Regions from separate parts of the Mus musculus genome. Here region 1 is linked to region 2. The links are chromatin contacts, called in public HiChIP or PLAC-seq maps. All regions are on one chromosome and are shown on one strand. The core of a region is the stretch at or near the end of the contact, and the rest is flanking DNA. Distances in the headings are between cores, read along the strand shown. Region 1 holds the start of Pex2 (peroxisomal biogenesis factor 2). Region 2 has its middle 19 kb from the start of Gm41991.

Region 1 (5,132 bases), core at 21-2,520, 1.4 Mb after region 2:
AACACCAAAACCTAAACAGTCTATCACAGCCTACCTTGGGCTACCTTCCTACACAACTAAGTCAAAGCCTTGCTCTTCAAAGAGAATTCACTATTTTGAACAACAGCTCCCTACATAATAATAGGAACCCCATTACTTTAAATTTTTTGGAACACTTTCAATATAATGGCCAATGCATCAAATTGATGAGTATTTTGTATCCCTTTAAGCTGTCTTAGAATCGTGTCCATACCTTACAGTTAGAGTAGGCTGTATTTCAAACCAATCACAAGAAGATAGTGGTCACCATGGGGTGGGTATACTGGTGCATCTCTAGACACATCCCTGCAGTCCCTATCTGTATTCCATACCTACTGTAGCAAACTGGAGCTCCTCCTACAGTGTTTTCTACACTGTCAGGTTACTTGTTAAAAAGGGATTTGTTTGCTTTCTTTGTCTTCCACCCAATTTTGCTCCCAAGTTCTCCTTTAATATACTCCAGATACTAAGGTTTTTTTGTTTGTTTTGTTTTTTTAAAAACACACATTATTTAAAAAACAAAAAACAAAGAATCAGAATTGTACTGAGTGCATGATTCTGAGGTTCTTATTACCGCCTCCTTTATGCTGTCCATGTGTCATGCACAGAACTCTGATGCTCTGGGTAATTTCTGAAACAAAATACAATGAAAAGTTTTGGGGCATTGGAGACAATTGTATTTTTGTATCACTACCTCCACGAGCCTGGGGATGCAGGCGGGGTTGGTAGCATTAAAAAGACTTTACAACTTCGGTAGGCTCTACCTGATTTCCTAAGTACCTCCCGACCAACCCACCCAGCCAAGGCCATTCTAGCTCCTTGTCACTGGCCTGCCTCCCATCGGGTGGCCTGCAGCCTCTGCCCCAGTGGCTGCCCGATGGGGACCTAGTGTGCTGCCACACATCTGGGGACAAGGTCAGACCGACAACCGGGAGGACCCAAGGTCAGTCCCCGGCCCTCAGGTGCGCAGGCGCCGGGTCGCCAGCCGGCGGCACTTGTCCAGCGGCCGTCAGCGGCGTCCTTGGGCCCAGAGCCTGCCCGCAGAGCCCAGACCTCCCTCTGGGCCGGGACAGCAAAGCCTCTTCACGCCCGGCCCTGACCCCGCGCTGACCGCTCGGTGACGCTTCTGCCAATCAGAGGCAGCTTTGCGGACCAATCCCAGTGCGTGGAGTGTCCTCTTGGGCGTCTCTTCCCTTCGTCCCTTCGTCCCTTCGTCTCTTCGTCCCTTCGGCTCCTCGGCATTTTCCGTGGCCAGGCCTTATCCGGCTTTCCTCAGACCCGGTGTTGCTTCTGGGTGTAATTCCCCGCTCTCTCTTCAGCCACTTCCGGGTCTTCCGTCGCTCCGGAAGCCCGCAGATTCCGGAAGTGAGGGCGACCCAGATGCGGCCACGGAATGCCCAGCTTTCCGGAGATTGTTTGAGAAACGGCCGTGCGGCGCCCGGGCGTCCCGCAGACCCCGCAGGTCAGTGTCCGCTCGCAGCCGCCCCGCCGTAGGGCGCGCGGGCCGCACGCTCTGCGAGGACGGCGTCGCGAAGCTTGCCTTGGCTGCAGGCCGCGGTGGCTCAGTCTGTCTCGGTTCCGCAAAGGCGGTAAAGCAAGCCAGACGCCTAGTTTTCCTCTAGTTTAACGCTGTCACGCAGACAACGCTTCTGCCTCTGCACGCCCCGCGGCGACGCTGCAGACAGCCCGGAAAGCGCCTCCTCGCCTTTAGAACAGTACTAGATTGAGTGCTTTAACTCTTAAATAAGAATCTCTTGTAGTTTATGAGTTTTTCAGTGTTTTGGACTTTCAACGTTTCCAACAGCCCATTCTTGGTCTTCGTGGCAAGAGTTATGGAAGGTTTTCTTACAAGTTAGTTTCTGACTTACATTGCAATCCATTGGTTTGCTATAAGGAATGTTATAATCATTTCTCTTCTTTGTGGGGAGTCCTTAAAAGTCTTTGTTGGTTCAGTAGTTTATTCACGTGCCATTTTTCACACAGCAACACTTAGCAAAAGAACTTTTCACGGATTGAAACTTTCCCAGACTATCGGTTTCAAATATTCTGTGGGACCCTTTGCCACATTTTTCATCTTGATTATTTTAGATAATTGGTGTATGACTAAGGACCCCCATCCCGACCCTTACCAGTTTGTAGTCAAAACACCCTCCAGGAATGTGTGGCCTTTAGTTAAACCTGAACAGAATGGATTTGGAGTAGCTTCTTTCTGTTACTGTCTTGATCCTTTTTGTACTATCAATTACTTGTATCCAGAATGAGGAGAATTGAAAAATGAGTCAGAATTAGTAGGAAAAAAGACCCTCCCCCTTTTTTTTCTTTAAAAAGTAAAGAAACTGAGCATACTAGGCCACTAACATGAAAAGAATTAAGTTCTAGTCTTGATTATAGTTTGCTTCTGCCCAGCTCTACCTTTTGGACTAATTCTCTTCTTTAGTAATTAGAGGTAGCACTCAATCTGTGGCTTTAAAATTGTTCCATAAAAGAACTTTTGTAGAAATTTCCTGAAGCCATGCAGAGGAGAGACAAAGCAAGCCGGCTGTCAACTGTCGTTTAACAAGCACAGCTATTTATATGTTCTTTTACAACAGTGTTCCTGTAAGGATCTAGTTCACATCTTGGACCCGATGATCTGACTTGCTCCTCAGCATGAAAATTCTTCTTAGCACAATTGTTCATTGTTTTCAGTATGCATTCATCCGGTTATTCTGGCATCCTAAAGTTATGTATTCCTTATTTTTAAAAGGGACAAACATGGCAATGCTATCTTATTTTTTAAAAATAAGAAAAGTTTAATTCTGTCTTTTTGATCACTCATAATTCCCATTTCCCTTCCTACTGAATATCCTTGTTTTGTTTAAATTGAAGGTCTTCAAAGCCTTTGCATTAATTTTCTGTTTGATCCATTCAATATCTGAGCCTTGAAGGTATGTGAAGACTTGCTGGTCATGCCTTGTCTAGGAAAATTAGGGATCTAGCACTATATGATCTGCAGGGCATTAAGTAATTTTCAGGTTCCTATAGTACAAAGAAAGTCTGAGCTGTATCAGTTTTTATGTCAGAACCAACGTTCATTTGAGATTGCTTGCACCTTTCCCCCATTCTTGGTGAACCTGGTTGGACAACAGGAATGTAGGCTACGTAGTCCCTGTCTTCTTCCTGTGAAGTAAAGGTAACTTCTAAGTATTCTGTGGCCCTCCTGCGTGCCGTGAGAATGTGAGAGAAGCCTTGGGGAAAGCCTCAGCTGCTCCATCTCTCCTTGACTGTGAGCCTGGCAGCGATTTCAACTGAGTTTTATACATGGTAGTGGAGAAGGGGAGAGGAGTAGTCATCTCCTGGCCTTCCCATTGTGGACTGTGTGCCTTTCCAGCCCATTTCCTTCAAGACAGTCAAAAGTCCCTTTCTATAATGGGTTTTTTGTTTCTTGGTGGTTTTTTTTTTTTTTTTGTAGCTTTTTTTTTTCCTGTATTTATTATGTATTTTTATCAGAGCTCAGATTTCTTTCCTGAGTGAGTAAAGATAAAATACCACCCAATTGTCTTTCCGTCCTTATTAAAATGTATCAACCAGGAACTCCAAAGTAATTCTGTCTCTATCTTGTCTAACCCTTGTGTTTGGAGATGTGTTGGCATAATATCTACCTTACATACAATTCTGTATTCATAATAAATGATCAAACCACATTTTTTACCCAGAGAAGACTCTTTTTAGATTTGACATTCAGGCCCTTTGATTGAGTCCCTGACGGAATGTATAGGGGAGGGAATGTGGATGGGAGCTTGGGTGATTTACCACATTCCTTTAATTACTTTCTTCATCTGTAGTTTGGAGAGCTTAGTTATGAAATCTGTCTTTTGAATGATCCTGAGGAACAACAACAACAACAGCAAAAAAGCTAAGTTTATTGTCTACAAATTTTGGATTGATTACCAGCAATTTATTAATTGTTACTTGACCTTAAATTATATTTGTTTTAAAAGTAACATAATAACAGCTACTGTTTTAGACAGATTCCAGGACACAAAATAAAGGAAATATGTAGTGTCTGGTACAATTAGGTTTTACTTGGTAATTTCTTGTCCATACTTGATACCTTTTTGTTCATTTGGGGATATTTTCCCATTCTCTTTTACCATAAAAATTGCAGTTAAATCTATGTTCTAATAATTTTGAAGTCATTTGAAATTCTTCTCTTAAGCAAGTTGATCCAAAAACTCCCAGAATTTCTAGAATACTTTGAAGATGTGCTTTCTTCAGGTATTTCACCTGTCTGTGCGAATGCTTAGAATCGACGTTTGCTGTAGTTGGTGTCTCTGCACTTTAGGCGTACATAGCCTTTGAAAATAATTCCTGCAGTGTGTGCTCTAGTGCCACTTTCAAGTAGTTATACTGCTGGGCCATCATCATCTTGTTGGTATAGGGCACAGGACAGAGCATACTCTGCCACTTCTAGCATGGTGACTTTATAGTAGTTATTAATCTTTTAAGTTCTAATTTTTGTTTTAATTTTCCTATAACTGTCCCCTTATCATATATCCTGCTATATTTTCTTTACAGCTTTTTAAAGTCAGTTTTATATAACCATGTCTCTGATTGGAAAGGGGTTCTTGTTTTCTATCTGCTCTTTTCAAACTTTGAGAAAACACTTCTTGTAAATTACAATTTTTTTTGTTTACATTTTTTTTCACCCCACCCCCCCCACCCCCACCCCCAGGTAATGAGGAATGTGTTGTAGTAAAATGACTTGTGCAGAGTCTCTTTGGCATGCCATTTCCTGTGTGCAGTCAAGCATGTCTTTAGTGTTGCAGTATGCCCCTAACCTAACCCTAACCCTCTGTATGATGTAAAAATAGCAACTTTCTGAAAGAAAAGAATATGTGAACAACCGCTGCTTTCTTAAAAAAAAAAAAAAAAAAAAAAAAAAAAAGGTGAGGTTAAGTAAAGGTGTTAGAAATTCTGTTTTAAGGTTTTAAGATAGTGTTTTAGTTAACCTTACTTACTGAAACAAGTGCACAGTAGCTAAAATAAGCAAGGACTTTGGTGGGACATGTTGTGTGTAATATGAATTTAGTCTTGAAAGTTATACCTTTTGGGTTTGGTTTGGTTTCTTTGGT
Region 2 (4,937 bases), core at 1,022-3,521:
TAGGCTCATATCATATAGCATTTTTAAACTCTCTATATACTCTCAGGAAGACTTCCTTGTTGTGCATAATTCATTAACTTCAAACTTGAATAAAGCCATTAGTTAAGCCAATTAGCTCAGCAAGTATTTAAGGTCCACATGAGAAGCACTGGAAAGCATTCCGATGCAGGCATTATATTTAGCATTCAATAAATACAGAAATAATTCTCCAAAGAACTCATAGAGAATAAAAACAGAAATACTCTGGGGTGAGGCATAGGTCCAGAGTGAAAAAAAAAATTGCCCTTTCCTGGAAAGGTTTCAAAGGAACGTAGGCATAATAAAGACTACATTTATCCCACAATTAAAGTTATTGAGGATTCCTAGGAAGGAAAAAGGGAAATTTGAGAGCACTTTGAACACACACACACACACACACACACACACACACACACACACACACATCACACATATAGACAAACTCTATTAGATTCAGCCACTGAGGAAGAGAATGAGGCAAAGGCACCAGCTGGTCTTTAACCTCAATCTCTGTAGTTCTTTCTTATATACTGTAGACTTGTATGATTGCACAGGGCTTTCTTAAACAGTATTCTGTGTCACTACTATGCCACAAGCTCCTCTCGCAATATCTATAATTCATGCTAAATAAGAACTCACGTGGTTGAAATTAATTTAGATTTCTTAGAGACTGAGAAATATTTTAGAATTCTCCAATGAGTTCAAATATATCAATATTAAATATGTTTCCTAGCTATTACATATTTTCCTCTCTATCTCAAATATTGATCTTGCTGTATTTGTAACTTGATCTATGGTATCCCAGCTGAATACAATCTTTATTAAAATGTATATTTAGAAAAATACCTGAGTGATATCCAGATCTGAAATTTGTGCCTCTGAATTTTATTCTCTTTTAAAATGGGAAGTCTGATTTTTGTCTAAAATCTGAAATAGTGATTTAATTCAAATGTTTTCTAAATTCACAATGGACGCAAACAACATTTTGTCAAAGATGATGGAGATATTGGCCTTGAGCCTTTGGGAAGAGACCACAAGTGAGGTTTTGTCTATGACAAGAATACCAATTATGGTTGAAATACAGGTGTAGTTATTTTATTAATATAAAATATAAATCGACTAAGGGCCATGCAATTTTAAAATTCCTTTAACATTAGGCATGTAGTTGAAATCAAATATATTTTCTTCTGGGTGAATGGATGCAAAGGATTTGAAAGTTCCTTATGCTGTAATGTGGAAGATCAAAACTACTAATCTCGTGGCTCCAAAAGCAGAATTGATACACACATGACGTATAGAGAAATGTTTAGTTTCCCCGTTTCCTTCTCCATTTGAAACTTCTACATCATGTCAGATGGATTGAATAGCTGTTTTGGATTTGGATTTCTCAAGTGCACTGTGTAAAATTTATATGAGCTATGTTTCAGTAAGTTTGGAAATTTAGCTAACTCTCTTATGGTTCCCAATCTTGTGTGTAACAACCAACACACAAATGAACTCAACAGTATCTTTGAAGGTTTGTTGTTGTTGTTTTGTTTACTTGTCTTATAATGTTAAGGTTAAGTCAGTGTGATTTGTTTGTTTGCTTGATTCCTTAATTTCTACATTACAAGTCCTTTGTGTATATACGATGGCTTATGTTTCGGTGTTTTTATGGTATTCCTCATATATACACCTCCTCATTCTTGTTCAGTTTTGTAGCTTTTGTTCCACTAATTATTATTTCATACATATCTGTACATCTATATACATATATATTTCTAAATATAACCCAGTCTAGATAATATTACTTGTATGTGGGTTTTTACTACCACTTATTTTTAAATTTTAATTGGTATGTATTAATTTTTCCTCTTTTTTCTTTGTTTATAAATAATTGTTCTTTATAAATTTTACATACTTTATTTACAACTGGGCTCCATAAAGTTTTCAAATATTCAGGGAATATTATATTTCAGTTTTGATTTCTTAATGTAGTTGAGGATTCTGTTATAAGTGCTGATACAAAAGTTGTCTTTAGGTTTGAAATTTTCTTTTTTATTGGTTATTTTATTTATTTTCATTTCAAATTGATAATCAGGACATGGAGTCTGGCAGAAAAGGCTTTGTGCTTCTGTTCACACGTGTTACCTGTTCTGTAGCTGTAGACAACCCATTCAGAGAGCAAGCCCAGCAACTTTAGCAAACACTGCCCTTTCCCTGGCTTCTGTCATGGACACAACCTGGAATGCTGCCAGGAGAGGGCACACAACAGAGCCTAGTAGCAATGATTCTCTGCTTCTTTAGATCAACTTATTTAATATCTGGACAAAATACAAGAAGAAGGGAAAATTATCCCTTTAACACAAATAGCTGTATATTGTACTTACACTAAATTGTAAATTTAGGTTTTCTGATTTATTCACTCACACTTTCTTGTTCTAAAAATTGTCATATTATTAAAGTTGTATGATTAAAATATAAGCTAAATTATTTTAAAACCTAGATATTTTAATGTACCATACAATACATTTATTTCAGTTCTGTACACAATGGTATCCCTGTTTCCTTCAAAACTCTGACCATATGTTTTTTGTTCACCTTTCCACTCTGATCATTTTCTGTGATCCTATGCATGAACCTTATCCATAATTTCTTCATCTAAAACTATTTTCTATTTATTATAGTGGCTCTCTTATTGTCTTCCTCGGGATAGGGAGTGAGCTGACTGATGGTTAGAAAGTTAGCTGAAGGAACCCTCTATTTTTCTCTCTTTATAAACCTTTCTCCCTTAATTCCTTCTAAACTCGTGAGCATAACTAAGTTGTACCCACATACTCGTTTCCACAACAACACATACCTGGCCCATTTCTGTACTATCATGTCCACAGGACACGATCAAAGTTTCTCATTAGAATTCAATAGATAAGACTGTGTATAAAGTCATGTGCTCATTATGCATGGGAAGTTACTAGTCAAAATATTCCACTTATCTTTTCTCCATAACATCTTCCTGCTAGAAACATAAAAACACATAGAGTTACCATTCCAGGGATTCTGAGAAAATTAAATTATTTTAACCTCTTCCTTTTTGTGCTTCCTGGAGGGGGAAATAGCTGTGGCATCAACAAAATATGGTCCTTTTTATTAATGCATTCACAACTATAAAAATGATAAACATTCACAACAGGAGACAAGTAATGGCAACAGAAAATAGACATAGAATCTTTTTAGCTTGAAATACTGTATTGGTCATACACCCAGACCACAGGGAAATAAATGTAGCTGAAACATTAAATGGCATACTGAGTATATAATGCCCTTTGTTTATAATTTTAGACACTAAAGTATTCCACGTGATAAGTAATTCAGGAGGAACACCATGATTTTTTAAAATTTCTAACATTATCTGGCTTCACATTTTTAATAAAATTGTTTACTGGACCCTTCTATATTTCTATATTTCTCAGAGACAATGGGCATCTTCGTTAAATGTTAACTTGACATAATTTACACACTTACTGAACTTCTTTAAACAGAAACATTAAGTATCTTTAAAAGAGAAAATAGGGGCCAGAGGGATATCTTAGTGGTTTGTACACAGACACTGTTTATACCATGAGAAACATTGCTTGCTTTATAAACATTTCCTATGATAATATACTGGCAGTACCTTGACCTTGGCAGCTGTGTTGCATATTGCACAAGATAGTACTTCCATGTTAGTTAGACACTTCTTTAAAAAGAACCCATCATTGAGTTGTTCCATTCCTCCTTGTAGTGCCAGAGAAAGCTCAGGCAAACTTTGCATATTAGTAAGCTCACTTGAGATGACACATTTTACCTGATTGGAAATTTGGCAAGGTTTATAAGCTATCTTAATGTTTATTTCTCTGAAGTGTAGAGATAACAGTCACAGGGGAGTATTGACCAGGTATACAAGGTTACTTAAAACACTGAAATAGTTGCCAACATATAAAATTAGATGACACATATCCAGGGCAGGTGAGCCATCACTCAGCAGATAAAAGTACTTCCCACTAAACCGTGCAACCCAAGTTCACTCCCAAAGAGCCACATGGAAGAAAGGGAGAACAAATTCCTGCAGGTGGTTCTTTGACCTCATTACATGGGCTGTAGCATGCAGATATGCATGTGTACACACACTAAATAAAATATTATTTTGGAAAAAGGATATACAGAGAAAATTAGATTTTTCAAGTTCTTTCTAAACACTCAGAAGCTCTAACACAAGGAATTCCAACCAAGTGACCTTCTGTGTTCTTTCCAGATGGGCACTCTGGTGTCAGATACCTCTTACCAATATCTCAACTGTTCTTTGTTTGTTGTAGGTGAGGTCCACCTTATCCATTTCATCTGGTTAGAGAGTGCTGTTATTCACAATCACCCACCTAGAGCTGATTTAACTTATTCAAGAGTGAAAGTATTGACCTAGGTTCTTTACAGTGAGAAAAGAAAGGCGTGTCTCTTTGAATTCTTGCTCAGGCTTACATTGCTTTTTCTTCTACTACTTGTGTCTTAAAGCTGTACTGGGTATGTCAAGCTTGGTGGTAAGCACTTTTACCTGCTGAATCATCTCAACATCCCTCTATGTATATTTTCTAATATTACAACTCACATAGATCCGACTGAGTCTAATGACCAAATCCCATTAGCCACCACGTCACGCAGCAGTCACATTTGTGGACTCAACAGATTCAACCATCAAATAAAAAATGAGAGAGTAATTATATTAAAAGTCTGATTCTGAAATCTGCTTTCCTGGTACTGTGTACACATTTTGATGAAATGGCTGAACTTCATACAGAAATCCATAACCTCTTTTTATTTATAGGCTTACTCAAAAGTTCCTTAAAACTATTAGGATATTATTCTACAAATGCTGATATTAGCTTAAAATGATAGGACATTATGCCACA

The links. HiChIP or PLAC-seq counts read pairs in DNA pulled down with a chosen protein or histone mark.
Region 1: an H3K4me3 HiChIP or PLAC-seq map of stem cell-derived neural progenitor cells shows a contact between it and region 2, with 7 times the contacts expected there. The contact joins the promoter of Pex2 here to the enhancer-like site in region 2. A contact is called at or near these places in 2 of 484 Hi-C or Micro-C datasets (adipose-derived mesenchymal stem cells and cranial neural crest) and 2 of 115 datasets of contacts at active chromatin or transcription factors (embryonic stem cells and stem cell-derived neural progenitor cells).

Annotation. Positions count from the first base shown.
Region 1 is chr3:5,572,386-5,577,517 of GRCm38.p6, reverse strand. Pex2 (peroxisomal biogenesis factor 2) reads left to right here and starts at 1,270. Exons shown (of 4, transcript NM_001267715.1): 1 at 1,270-1,480.
Region 2 is chr3:7,021,150-7,026,086 of GRCm38.p6, reverse strand. No RefSeq gene overlaps it. Among named protein-coding and RNA genes, the nearest start is that of Gm41991, 19 kb to the left of the region's middle. Within about 2 kb of position 2,271, at least 1 of the 459 cell types and tissues checked has an H3K27ac peak or open chromatin away from gene starts, as enhancers often do.